Linked DNA regions of Mus musculus: region 1 is linked to region 2. The links are chromatin contacts, called in public Hi-C maps. All regions are on one chromosome and are shown on one strand. The core of a region is the stretch at or near the end of the contact, and the rest is flanking DNA. Distances in the headings are between cores, read along the strand shown. Region 1 has its middle 17 kb from the start of Dmp1. Region 2 holds the start of Sparcl1 (SPARC-like 1).

The links. A called contact is a pair of places that touch in the nucleus more often than the background predicts.
Region 1: a Hi-C map of cerebral cortex shows a contact between it and region 2, with 10 read pairs. The contact joins the enhancer-like site here to the promoter of Sparcl1 in region 2. A contact is called at or near these places in 3 of 39 promoter capture datasets (the 3T3-L1 cell line and 3T3-L1-derived adipocytes), 7 of 484 Hi-C or Micro-C datasets (astrocytes, cerebral cortex, cortical neurons and 4 more), 2 of 115 datasets of contacts at active chromatin or transcription factors (cardiomyocytes and embryonic stem cells) and 2 of 9 other capture datasets (adipose tissue and pancreatic islet).

Annotation. Positions count from the first base shown.
Region 1 is chr5:104,218,115-104,220,814 of GRCm38.p6, forward strand. No RefSeq gene overlaps it. Among named protein-coding and RNA genes, the nearest start is that of Dmp1, 17 kb to the left of the region's middle. Within about 2 kb of position 1,402, at least 9 of the 459 cell types and tissues checked have an H3K27ac peak or open chromatin away from gene starts, as enhancers often do.
Region 2 is chr5:104,112,679-104,115,411 of GRCm38.p6, forward strand. Sparcl1 (SPARC-like 1) reads right to left here and starts at 1,410. Exons shown (of 11, transcript NM_010097.4): 1 at 699-1,410. LOC330143 (a long non-coding RNA gene) reads left to right here. Exons shown (of 3, transcript XR_003955771.1): 3 at 1-2,733.

The DNA of each region.
Region 1 (2,700 bases), core at 152-2,651, 110 kb after region 2:
TGCTTACTTTGCTTTTCAAATAGGAAATAATCACGTGAGCCATGCAGGAAATGGCGGCCCACTCACCGGGATGCAGAAGGTTCCTGATGTCATTTACCCAGCAGCAGACACAGTTTGGCCTCTTGGCTATGCTCTGAAAACATGGACAGTTTTCATAGTCGCAGTCAGAGTCATTTTTACGTGTTTATCAATATACATGTCTTCTCCTGTTTTATAGTTTTCACATCCCCACAAATTACCCAAATGATCTTTTCATCTTTCTTCTTTTCCCTTAACAATATTAGTGGTGAAGCTGCAAACATTTTTGTGCTAATATCATTTTGCTGATTGCCAACCTTAGATGCTCTGTTCTGAATTAACTAAGCAAGAAGAGCACCCCTAATCCAAAATCCATCAAGATCCCTTACAGTTATTCTTCTCGCCAGTCTGGGTGGAGAAACAATCACACAGGATCTGGAGTATCTTCTACGCAAAGTACGTTTAACTAAGCTAGGTTTTTTGGCTTGATGCTGATAATTTGGTGCTACCATGTGAGAGCAAAAAACGCAGCTCACTCAAAGACGACACAACAATTCCTAAATTGCAGCCTTTCCAGAGTTCAGTGTAGAGTTACAAGTTAACAATATCATTATGATTTTAAAAGATGAACATTATCATTATATGTAATTGGAACCAACCTCCCTCCCTCCATCCCTCCTTCCATCCCTCCCTTTTCCCCTCCCTTCTTTCTTTCCTTCCTCCCTCTCCCAGGTTTGCTTCAAGTTCACTGTGCAGCTCAGGATGACCTCTAACTGTAGACCATTCTCAGACTGCCAAGTAGTGGGATTACCTATGTACACCACCATACCCAAATCTTTATTTCTTTTTTTAAAAAGTATGATTCTTCATAAATCTTCCATTCCTGAAGCTAACGTTTGAATGAAAATGACCCAATGGTGTAATTTCTACAATCTCCAGAAGATGGCAGCATTGCCTGCTGTTGTAGCCTCTGAACATCCGGACCCCTTCACCCCCATCCCTGAGGATCACGGGATCCAGAGCACAGGAGGTTCTTATATTGGAAGGTCCTGGTCCTTTATCTGTCACCAATAACTTTATATATTCCCGTGCATGCTGTCACAATCTCTGTGAGTTCATATGTGTGTCAGGCTGATATGTGAGGAAGACACCATTTCCATCGCCTCTGCCTCTCAGTCCTTCTGCCTCCTCTACTGTACGTAGCAAAAATCAATAATTAAAAAAAAAAAGTTAAATAAACGAACACCCCGCATCAACTCTCCTTTGCAAGTGTCCACTTTATTATCGAAAAAGCTCCCACTGTTTAAACTAAAGTCTGGTGTTTTCATCCTCTGAGTCGTTTTACCTGCCTGTGAGTAGATGAGGGCTTAGGATACACCAGCCCTAAATTTGCCGTTCAGATGACGCCGCTGCATCAACTGTGTGGGGATAATGCTCACTCTGCTCTCACCTGTCTCTTGAGAGCAGAAGAAAAAGTTCATATGTAAAAGATGCCCTTGCCAAAAGGAAAGGGTAGTGCTTATCGAGGGAAGCAGGAGGAAATGCCTTTGACATTAACCTCATTTTCATTGTTACTTCTCTACCTGGATAGCTGCCCTCCTCGAGCCCCCTTGCCTTGTTCTGTCCCCTCGACTTTCTACTCTGTGCAATTCAGTGTTTGTGTTCAACTCCATACCTCCGGATCTTCACTCCCCTGCTAGGTTCTCAGGTCTGGCTGAAAAACCCAAGTATAGAGATAAAGTTTTGCTTTCCTCACAGAGGCACACAACATAGAGACAGGAAGCAAGAAGCACGATTAGGAGGTTGCCATGGTGTGTTAGTTAGGACTCTTTAAGCGATGGAAAGAATTTAAAAAGTAAATTATCGCGGGGCGTGGTGGCGCACGCCTTTAATCCCAGCACTTGGGAGGCAGAGGCAGGCAGGTTTCTGAGTTCGAGGCCAGCCTGGTCTACAGAGTGAGTTCCAGGACAGCCAGGGCTACACAGAGAAACCCTGTCTCGAAAAACCAAAAAATAAAAAAATTTTAAAAAGTAACTTATCATAAGGAAACTAGAATGAAATACAAGAAGCCCAAGGAGGGAGACATCACTGGAGCTCTGCTTCCTGCTCCCAGAGCTCCGCCTCCTGCTCCCAGAGCTCCGCCTCCTGCTCCCAGAGCTCCACCTCCTGCTCCCGGAGCTCTGCCTCCTGCTCTGGGTCTGTCCTCTACCTTTTGTATGCTTCTCTCCTCTTCCTCAGCCACAGGCATTTCCTACTTTTGTTGACATGTATGGAGAGAAGCATGGCTACCAACATCCAGACACAACATATCCACCAACACAGATGATTTCGGTTTTCGTCAGGTCTAGGGAAAGATTTTGCCTTGCCTAACTCGGACCGACCCAATGTTATCAGTGGGACAAGATCCAGTAACTTAAAATGGGTCTATTGAGCACACACTTAGAAAAAGGCAGTTTCCAGATGTGAGTTGGGGTGCATAGATCCAAGAACGTGTCTAATCCACATCAGGACCTAGACAGAAGCCATAGCGTGTGATTCCATTGTGACATGGTGACTTGGTGTGGCAGTGATAAGGTGATTGGTGTAATGGTGACACAGTATCAAGCTGGTGTGGTGTCAAGGTTCCATGGTGTGTCAGTGTTAAGGTGTACGGTGACATGGTAACATGGTGTCATGGTAACA
Region 2 (2,733 bases), core at 160-2,659:
AGCAGGGTTATAGTTTTCTACTGCAGGGTGATCTTGTTCCTGAAGGAATGAGCGAGAAAGGCTCGCAGGAAGTGCTGTATTGGGGAAGGTGCAGATGGGAGGACCTTCTCAAAGACAGCACAGTTGTTAGCCCTGACTTCTCCTTTAGCATTGTGTTTTTCTAGAGAGGATGTAATGAGGAACCGGGCATATTCCCTGTCCCCTTGTCACCTCTTAACAAATGATAGGTAGCAGGAGGAGAGAGATCTGTGAAAACTGTGAGGGAAAGGATAATATGAAAGTAACCGAAGAAGAATGTACTGTTAGAGATATTTCCTAACTGAAAAACAAACAAACAAACAAACAAAGCATTCTACTTCTACACAGCTGTCAGGCCCATGACAGTGACAGATACAGTTAGGTAATTTAAACATGGCAAACACACATTTTTTAAAATTTTGAAATCTATACTTCTGGTTTGGCCATTACGAAAACTATGGTTTATTAGTGCTCGACATTTAATTTTGTAGGAGGAAAAGAGACATGGCCACACAAAGTAAAATTCTCCTTTTTCCTTCATATAAATCACTCCAAATGGGATTATAAAAATAAACACATGGCTTTGAATTATTTAAGCAGAATCATCAAGCAGTCTTTTTAGATCAGGGAAGTCAGTTTAACGCATGCAGTTGGGCAATATAAGCAAATTTAACATTTACCTGCGGAGAGGTGGCTGGATCCAGAGCCTTGGTAGCTTGAAGCCGAAGTTGAGTCCCCTCCTTGCACACAGCCAGGAGGTAAAAGTTTGACAAATGCCCAAGAGGAGCTAGCTCTTCCACCCCCCTCCCTCGTCAGCTTGGCTGCTTTGCCTAGAAGCACATTCACGTTTATTGGAGTTGAAATTCTGCTGCTCTGTCAGCCAGTCAGGGTCTGAAGTGACAGATGAGAATTTGGAGGTTGGCACCACAGGGTGTTTCAGGCTGTCATGGTTTCTGTTGCAGATTCCTGGATCTCGCTCCCTCCGTGCTGCTGAGCTTTGCAGCAGAGCAGACCCAGAGGGAGAGAGCTAATTCTGCAGCATGCATGGAGTGAACGGCCCTCCCCTAGCCTCTCCTCCTCATAGGCTCCTAACTTGGCCAGAGTGTAAGCATTTGGCTCTTCATGCAATTTTTTTTTTTCAAACAACTCTGAGAGATCGTATGATTGGGATCCCTTGGGGCTTGTGACTCTGAGACACTGCAGAGAGGCTTCACACTCTTGTTTATTCCTAGGGCGACTGCAAAGCCAGGGTGAAAGGACAGAAGGATCACTGCAGCAGATGCGTTTTTATATTGCTCGATTGGAAGCTGTCCTCATGACCGCAGTCTGAACGTTAACAGAGAACCGTTCCGGCTGCTTTAACCGTCCTACTCGTAAGCAGCTCTGGAAAATGAAGTTGCTGCTCTTTAGAGCATGCTGATTTAGAGAAGCTGTGATTCATAGCCTGCTCTTGCCCAGCCCAGTCAGTCATCCTCTGTAAGCCTATGATGGCACCGGGCTGTACAAGAAGAGGTCTTCCTGTGTGCTTATTTCTGACTTTGCACTGTGGCATTCATCTATCAAGGCATGTAAATATTTATTTATTTATTTATTTATTTATTTATTTATTTACCTGGCCCCGAGCTAATCTGGAACCCACAGAGATCCGTCTGCCTCTGCCTCCTGGGTACTAAGTTTAGAGGAGCAGCAGTAGGCCTGGCTCTGCTTCTGTATATGTATGTGTGTAATCATTTCAATGGTTGTGTCTGTATTTATTGCACATTTATCGTGTGTCGGACCCTGCGCTAACAGCTTTCAATGCATCGTGTTCGTGGAGTCTGACAAGTCTTTGGAGGTTTTACTACGTTCCCATTTTAAAGATAGTACAGAGTAATGTTAACTGTACAGGATTTAAGGACAGGCAGCTTGGATTTTCTTCTTGACTTTCCCACACCCTAACTGTACACCCAGGAGCTAGTAATAACCTCTCTCAGCATCTGCTTTCTTATTTATAAAATGAGGCTACAGATATAGGAGGAGTGATTATAAGGTCTATCACAGGCAATTGTTCTGAGTTTCAATAATTTGATGCAAACCAACTGCATAAAACTCCTGCCATGTAGTAGACACTCAACAAATGTTAACTATTTTGGTTTATGTCAGACGACAGCAACGTTCGCTTTCTCCCGGGTCTCTAACTGTAATAGCAAGGTGGTACTCTCCTTGCCTCCCGCCTGTGTTAGCCAACTGAGCAGGCATTTCGCTGAGGAAGAGATACTGCCCCCCCACCCCCTTCTCCAGGTGACTAGCCCAAATGCTTCTGATACTATACACTCTCCACTAACACTGGATGAGAAGTTGTTATTTAACGTAATTTAGGCTCTCTGAGTGTGTGACAAAGTCAACAGGCAACCAGACTGATAAAAGCAAAAGCCAAGTGAAGCAAATAAAAACCCTGAGCTATACAAGTTTGCAGACGTGCCTCAGCCGGTTCGCTCTACGGACCCCAGAACATTCGTCGCACTGATTTTCAGAATGAGAAAGGTAACAGAACTTATCTCTGTCGTGCAGCAGGGAAGTCTGGGAGCAGAGGAAGCCGGGCAGTGAGCCAGAGCCCTTCCAGCTGGGAAGGGCGCACGTGTCTGGGATCAGGATTATAGAAAGGGCCGAGGATGTGACGTCTTGAAGCCTCAGACAATGGGATGTTTTTTCCTCAGCTCAGGTTTGGAGTGTGAG